2 separate regions of the Rattus norvegicus genome follow, and region 2 is linked to region 1. The links are chromatin contacts, called in public Hi-C maps. All regions are on one chromosome and are shown on one strand. The core of a region is the stretch at or near the end of the contact, and the rest is flanking DNA. Distances in the headings are between cores, read along the strand shown. Region 1 has its middle 16 kb from the start of Cxxc5. Region 2 overlaps LOC134483007 (a long non-coding RNA gene).

What was found. A called contact is a pair of places that touch in the nucleus more often than the background predicts.
Region 2: a Hi-C map of kidney shows a contact between it and region 1, with 2.2 times the contacts expected there. The contact joins two enhancer-like sites. A contact is called at or near these places in 7 of 12 Hi-C or Micro-C datasets (the A7r5 cell line, the Rat2 cell line, Schwann cells and 4 more) and 1 of 1 datasets of contacts at active chromatin or transcription factors (oligodendrocytes).

Annotation. Positions count from the first base shown.
Region 1 is chr18:27,743,232-27,747,081 of GRCr8, forward strand. No RefSeq gene overlaps it. Among named protein-coding and RNA genes, the nearest start is that of Cxxc5, 16 kb to the left of the region's middle. Within about 2 kb of position 2,205, at least 72 of the 93 cell types and tissues checked have an H3K27ac peak or open chromatin away from gene starts, as enhancers often do. A contact at or near this core is called in kidney, where this site is marked.
Region 2 is chr18:27,794,986-27,798,835 of GRCr8, forward strand. LOC134483007 (a long non-coding RNA gene) reads right to left here. Exons shown (of 3, transcript XR_010059801.1): 3 at 718-943. Among named protein-coding and RNA genes, the nearest start is that of Psd2, 43 kb to the right of the region's middle. Within about 2 kb of position 1,991, at least 11 of the 93 cell types and tissues checked have an H3K27ac peak or open chromatin away from gene starts, as enhancers often do. A contact at or near this core is called in kidney, where this site is marked.

The DNA.
Region 1 (3,850 bases), core at 955-3,454:
AAAGAAAAAAAAAATTAGAAGAGGAGAAAGAGGAAAAGTGGGAGGAGGAAGAGGAAGAATCAGAAAGAAAAAGAAGTAGGTACAAAGATTCAAGTCCTGTAAACATGGCACACAATCTGGATTTCTGGAGGCAGCTGGCGGGGAAGAAACATGTTTTTTTTTTTGGTTCTTTTTTTCGGAGCTGGGGACCGAACCCAGGGCCTTGCGCTTCCTAGGTAAGCGCTCTACCACTGAGCTAAATCCCCAGCCCCTGAGACATGTTTTGAAAGGATTCTGGGGTGTCTATTCTAGGGCAAGGAACTAACTGTTGGTTGTTAACTGTTGTGGCCCGAGACCCAGGCTGGAATCCACTCTGAACTAGAGCATTCTTTCCAAGGGAGCCAATGCCCAGTAGTTTTGTGAATGCGTTTTTAGACCGTGGAAGGGTGCTCTTAGGTAAAACATTAATAAACTGCTTCACATTGATGGAGAAGATTAAATGTAAATTAGATAATTAAAAATGAAGCTGATGCCTGCTGCTTGGTGCTATTACCTCTTATTAAAAGTTATGAGAGGTGGCCTTGGGTGGCGGCTGGTTGAGGGTTTCTGAAGAGGGTAGCAGAGGCAAAGGGACCCGGTTTGGTCTTACAGGTCCAGCAGGTGGGGAAACAGGGCGCTCCTGCATCCTATCTACACATGGAGGGCATGGGTGTTCACAGCCCTGAATACGGACCCAGGTTCTCTTCCTAGAGTTCTCGTGTTTCTTCATCTGTGAAAGAGGTGAGAGCAACATGGTCCCCACAGCTCTGGGGAGGATCACGCAACTCCAGGCCAGCCTGTCTGAAAAACAAAACGAGAGCCGGGCGTGAGATGCAGCTCAGTTGGGAGAGTGCATGTTAGTGACTGGGAAACCCTGCATCGAGTCCCCAACCAACCTTAGTCTGTAAACCCAGCACTCCAGAGGAGGTGGAGGCAAGAAGATTAAGAAATTCAAGGACATTCTCTGCTAGTCACAGGCCAGCCTGGGTTACAAGAGTCACCGAATCTACAAAACCACGCGCATACATGCTTGCACACATACATATATGCATACATACTTGTCTTGAGCTAGCCAGGAGTAAGGTCACATAGTTTGTTAAATAGCTTTGATTACTTGTATCACCCAAATCATCAAGATAGTTCTCAGCGGCTGGCTCCTAGCCGAGGACTAAGGCCTTCCACGATAGGCTACAGGGAATGGTTACTACGGGTTGATCAAAGCTGGGATAGAGCAAGGGAGTAAGGGTCCACAGTCATGCATTATGAGGTTGAGGTAGGTCGATCTGGGACAGTCCTCCCACGCAAGGATCCTGTTTCCTGATGTTGCACTGGCTCCTGGTTATTAATCTACCCTGTGTTCCTGGCTTTGTGCTGAATGTGGGGATCCCGGGTGAATGTTTCCGCCGTGAGAGAGGCAGCCCTGGGTAATAAGTCCCTAGGGGGTGGCTATTCCGAGCAAGCCCAGAACAGGCAAGCCTGTGTGGAGGGGGAGGCGTGTGCGTCCCAGGACGCCCTGGAGGAACTTTGTGGCTCCTGATTTCCCCGACCCTGGCACAGTGGAAGCTGGGCGAGGCAGGTAGCCGGCCCGCAGCATCCGAGGCAAGGAGGCTGAGAGCGTTGGCCAGGCCTTTGGTGGGCTGTTCAGGGTGCGCGCCGAGGGGGTGGGAACGCGGAGCGTGTGAGTCACCATTTCTGGGCCAGGCAGGCGGCGACTGCGGAGCGGGGGGCGCATTCCTGGCTGGCAGGGCGGCCGGCACTAATGTCTTTCCCACATGGCCCCGAGTTCCCCGCTCGGCACGATCACACGGGCAAGACGCTCCCGCGGCCACCCCCGCCCCAGCTGCCTTCTTCCCACAGAACCGTGGAGGGGGAGGGCGGCGACGAGGCGAGTGCAACTGGGCCTCCCGAGGTGGCCGGCCCTCGCACGGTGCCGGGTGCACTGGGAGCCACTGAGGCCGGGGCTCCCATGGATTCCCGGCCAGTTTCAGTCTACCCTTTCCTGGCCTGCATACAGCTGGGTGTCGGAGAAGCACTGGCAGCGAGATCCCCAGTAACTTCGGCCCCTTGGGACTGAGGCTGCCGCCACCTCCTCCTCTTCTTCCCGTCGTGGCCTCTGGGCCAAGCTCTAGGCTAGGGCTGTATGAAGCAGCAACGCCTCCGGAAGGGTCTGGGGAGGGTGGTTCCTGGAAGAGGCCACACCCAGTGCCTCATTCCTTGGTTTGGAGGACAGCCCTTGCCAAGGCCAAAGGGACTGTGAGCACTGCTTCCCACGCAGTTCTTGTCCCTGGGCCAGGCCCCTAGGGGGAAACTGAGGCTGCGAGGGCGGCCCACCCAGAGCTCCCTGTCTGCTGGGGGAAGTTGGCGGTTGTCCCTCCAGCTGGGCTTAGAAGCGCTAATGAGAGTTAAATGTAGGTCGTGAGTCACCTCGGAAAGGGGGATGGGACCACCCTCAGAAGTGAAGGGTGAATAGCTTTGCCACACTGCTTATCCCCACCCCTAATCCCCACTTCCTCTACACCACATCCCCTAGCCCTTGGGAAGGTGACCCTGTCATCCTGGGCCTGACTTCCCTAAAAGATGGCTGTCTCAGAAGTAGAGGCTGTGGGGCCATAGAGAAACTCCACATCTAGCACCTGGGATCTCATGACCGTGAGTTCTGGGGTTTGGTCATGAGTTGGGATGGGGGCTGGGCAAAGAGCCCAGGCCACCCTGAAAATCCCCCTACTGGCTGTCTGGCCGTCCTCAGGCCACCAGGCTCTGACCACACAGGGTGTCTCTCCTACACCCCCACACCCAGCTCCCTCCAGCCAGCACAGGGACTTCCGTTTGCAGTCCTCATGACATGGCAGTGTGTGCGTACATACTTGCCTCTGTGACGGGGTTTGTCACTGCGTGTGACTAAATGTGCACTTGAGTATATTTATGTATGACTGTCAGTGTCCAAGTGAGCCTCAGGGTTGTAGGGCCTGGGGAGGGAATGGTTTCCACATGCTTGTCTGTTTTATTGGTTGTGTCTTACCGTATGACTGTATGTGACTGTGTCAACCTCACCCTACCCACGAGGTCCCTTGCTTCTCCTTAGAGCACACCACTATCACCACCAAGAGAAACAGGGTTAGGGAGTGAGTCTGGAGGGAGCTGCAGGGGGACAAAGTATTTCTGTTGCCTTCTGAAATGACCAGGCCGGATGGTCAACACTGGAGGTGGGAGGGTGGACAGTCAAAGGAACGAGACCCCTACCCCCGAAGAAGGGATCCCGGCTCAGCAGTCCCCTCCCTGCTCCCTCTACTCTCAGCCCAGCACCTCCTGGCAAGAGCTTATTTGCATGGTATTTACATTTCATTTGCATCGCGTTCAATTAAAAACCTGACCAGCTCCCGCCTGCCTGGCGCTGCCTGCCCAGCCTGGTGAAAATGTTGGTTGGGCACTGTCGCCTGCCCCCCCATGGACTGACCCATGTGGGAGGGGTCCTCCCTTCAGTGAGATCATCCTAGTCACCCACTCCATGAGTGTGAAAGCTGGAAGGACAAGTGGAGAAACTGAGGTCCTGAAAGGACCACCTAGAACTGCAGGCTAAGGGGTAGTCTCAGAGAAATCACAGCAACAACTGCCTCTTTAAGGAGGAGTTGCTGCTGCAGGAGCATAGCCAGCACCTGCTGTGCACTATCTCAACACTATGGCACTACTCTTTAGTAACCATCCTTGGGTTATCCCTATTTCACAGATGGGAATGCCGAGGCTGAAGAGAGCAAGCCTTAGGTCCACACAGCTAACACAGAATTTAAATATGTCATTTTTACTATCCAGATGCTAAGGAGGAGCAGAATTGCAG
Region 2 (3,850 bases), core at 741-3,240, 52 kb after region 1:
CAAAGCAAGGGGGTGGGGGAAGGCGGCAGAGCGCGCTGCGCCGGGCTGGCAGGCAGCCCTCTAACGCGAGCGAGCCGACCCTGAATTTTAAGCGATTGATCAGGAAGCGCAGGCCGTTCCCATCACTTTAGAGCAGCCAAATGCGGAGGCGCAGGGATTTCAAGGGGCCTTGCGGAGGCGGTAATGAGGTCACCGTCACCGCGCCCGCCCGCAGGCGGGAGGAGGCGAAGGTCTGCGGACACAAATGCACACGCGCCTTTGAACACGTGTGTACACCCACCGGTCTTTGAACAGGTCCGCACCCCTGTCATGTGACCCCTGGGCCCCACTACTGACCGAGGCTCTGAGGTAATCACCCCTGGGGCCTGCTTGTTCCGAGCACAAGCAGTCAGAAAATGCTAGAACCTTGCCTGGCCCCATCCATGGGTCTATCAGACGGTTGCCATCACAGGAGCCTCAACCTGCCCTCTATGTTTCTAAAATACTTCCATTTGGTCACCCGTCCATCACACTTTTAAATGAGCCAGCAGTGACAGCTGTGCCCAGGCCCTGGTAGGCAAACAGGTGTACAAGTCCCGATTGCACACCTGACAGCGGTATACACAGGTATACCCCATCGCCTTCCCTTTATACATACAAGCATGCTCATCCAGCACGTGCCCCCATACGTCCCTCCCCGAGGCACACGCGTGTGGACACTTGCTCTCCAGCCCCTGAGGTCGCTGCTGTGTCCAAGCGGCTGGGCGCATACACTGTGGGCCAGCAGCGCCGGTGCAGACCTCGAAGAGAACAAAGGCCGGGCGGGCGAGGGGGAGGGAGGGGGCTGAGCCCCCCGGTCTCATCCTCCTTGGCGATGCTAGTCTGTCTCGGCTCCGCGGCCACCGCATCGAGCGGCTCTGATTGCCGAGTAAATCACCAGGCTGATCTGAATAATTATCGTCTCCTGAAAAAAAGGGGGGGGGGAGAATAAATGAGGGAACAGCCACCTGATTTCTTCGAGCCGGATAGGGGGACTAGGTGGGAGTGGGTGCCCCTGTGGGTCCTGGGAGCATGGACTGGGAAGTCCTCAGGGCAGAGTCCTACCCTAGAAGGGGCCGTTAGGCTCCGCTGCATTCAACGCCCCAGTTAAGTCAGGTTCACTGGAGCTCTTCCCCTCCCCTGCTAGGCCTGGTGCCTTACACCAATAGCTTCCCCCTCTCGCCACCCCCACCTCCCACCCCGCCAGCCCTGTAGGGCACCCTTCTGTCTCCAGGGCTTAGTTAAGCTTGTCTGCTCCCTGGAACACCTTCTCCCCAGCCCACACTCTTATTTTGTCAGGCTCTCTCATGTCTGAAGGGCAGCTTCTCTGCTTCCTGTGGGAATTCATCTCAACTATCCAGCCTGCCCTCCCATCCTGCCCTCCTCCATGGGTCAATATTTGGTTCCACATTGATGCCAGTGTGTTCTAGACTCCACAGCTGAATGGCAGCTTTGGGGTAGAAACAGGTTTGGGTTTCTTTGTTTGTTTGTTTTAAAGAAAATGTTGAGTTGGAGAGATGGCTCAGAGGTTAAGAGCACTGACTGCTCTTCCAGAGGTTCTTAGTTCAATTCCCAGCACCCACATGACCACATAACCATCTGTAATGGGATCCCATATTCTCTTCTGGTGTGTCTGAAGACAGCAACAGTGTACTCATCTACATAAATAAAATAAATAGATAAGTCTTTTTCCCCCCCTTTTTTTCGGAGCTGGGGACCGAACCCAGGGCCTTCCGCTTGCTAGGCAAGAGCTCTACCACTGAGCTAAATCCCCAACCCCTCTTTTTTTTTTTTTTTAAAGAAAATATTGGTAGTAATGACAATAGTAGCAGTTGCTGTTTCGTCCTGAGTTTTACTGGGATGGGCTGGCTCTGTGTGGAAACATCATCTTCAAAATGTATTTCTTTCTATGTACACATTCGTGTATTGTACATATGTAAAGGTTACGGAACAACTTGCAGGAGTCAGTCCTCTCCGTTCACCATGTGGATTCTGGGAATTAAACTTGTCAAGATTGGTGGTAAGTACTTTTACCATTGACTATTTTACTGTCCCCCTCCCCCACGCCGCCGCCGCCTCGCCCCCCTCCGGCACACTCTCTAGCCAAGGATGGCCTGAACGCCTTCCTGATCTCCTGCCTCCACCTCCCAATACTGGACTCCCAAGTCACGAGCCATACCCTGCCTGGGAGCATCGTCTTTGAACAAGTGTAGTGGCTCATATCTGTAATCCTAGTTCTCAAAAGTCTGAGACAGAAGAATTGTCATGAGTTTGAATCTGTCCTGGACTACATAGTGAATTCCAAGCCAGCCTGGACTACACAGCAACACAGCAAGAACATTTCTTTACAGAATAAAACAAAGGAGGGTGTGGTGGCATACACCTTTAGTCCTAGCACAGAGGAGTCAGAGGCAGATGGATTTGAGTTTGAGGCCAGCCCAGTGTGCAGTGTTCTAGGTCAGACAGTTACACCGAGAAACCTTGTTGCAAAAACCAAACCCACCAATCAAACAGAAAAAAAATCTCTCCACAGATCTTCCCTGTTTTAGTAACCAGGAACTGAGGCTTACTTAGCAAGAGGAAACATGGATACCTTCCTCCCGAGGAGAACAGTGCTGGCCACCTACATCCTTCTGCATTTGCCTGTGTCTTCATGGGCTGGAGGCCCTGCCCCCAACCCAGTCTCCAGCCCTGTCTCAGCCTGCTTTTCTAATTCTGCCTTCCCTAGCTTCAGGAGGGACACAGTCCATGCATTGTGACCTCCCCCCCAAAGGGCATGACCTTTTTCCATAGCCCCAACATCAAAGGAGGGGCAGCTCTTTGGTTCCCTGCATCTCCTGCCTGAAATGGTTCCAGATGTGAGGCCTTGCTGGGTGAACCTTCTGGAAGCTGCCCTGGAGAGAGGCCTGGGATCCCCATGCCCACTTCCCTGCAAGCGCTCCCACTCTGGGAGCAGAACATGGTCACTGAGGGGATTGTGGTTAGTGAATAATTTTTGAAGAGGCTGAGGAAGGAGAAACCCTTTCAGGCCTAAGGGTCTGGAACAGGAGAGATGGAGGCTATATCTCTTGCTAGGTTTGCAATTTACCTGAATGGAGGACAGACTTCTGGATCTGGGATGTAAGAGCCACGGTTAAGGTTAAAGTTTGTTCTTTCGAAAAAAATATTAACAGACTTTGTTTGTTCTCTCTCTCTCTCTCTGTCTCTCTGTCTCTGTCTCTCTCTGTCTCTGTCTCTCTCTCTGTCTCTGTCTCTCTCTGTCTCTGTCTCTCTCTGTCTCTGTCTCTCTCTGTCTCTGTCTCTCTCTGTCTCTGTCTCTCTCTCTGTCTCTCTCTCTCTGTCTCTCTGTCTCTGTCTCTCTCTGTCTCTCTCTGTCTCTCTCTGTCTCCCTCTCTCTCTGTCTCTCTCTCTCTCTCTGTCCTCTCTCTCTCTCTCTCTCTCTCTCTCTCTCGGACATAGGGCTTCTCTGTGTAGCCCTGACTAGCCTGTAACTCACTCTGTAGATCAGACTAGCCTGGAACTTACAGAGATCTCCCTGCCTCTGCCTCCCGCATGCTGGGATTAAAGGCATACATCTCCACTACCTAGCCAGGCCTTTCCTTTTTCATTGCTCTGTGTGTCTGTCTGTGTGTAGATATGTGTACATGCATGTAGGTACTTTGGAGGCCAGAAGAGGGATTCAGATCCCTTGACACAGGAGTCACTGGCTGTTGTGAGTGTGGTGCTGGGGGTGAGGAACTAATCTCATGGCTTCTTTACGGTCCTCTGAAAAGCGGTCATAACTGCTGAGCCTTCTCATCTCCAGCCTCTCTCAATTTTTCCTAAGATTTAT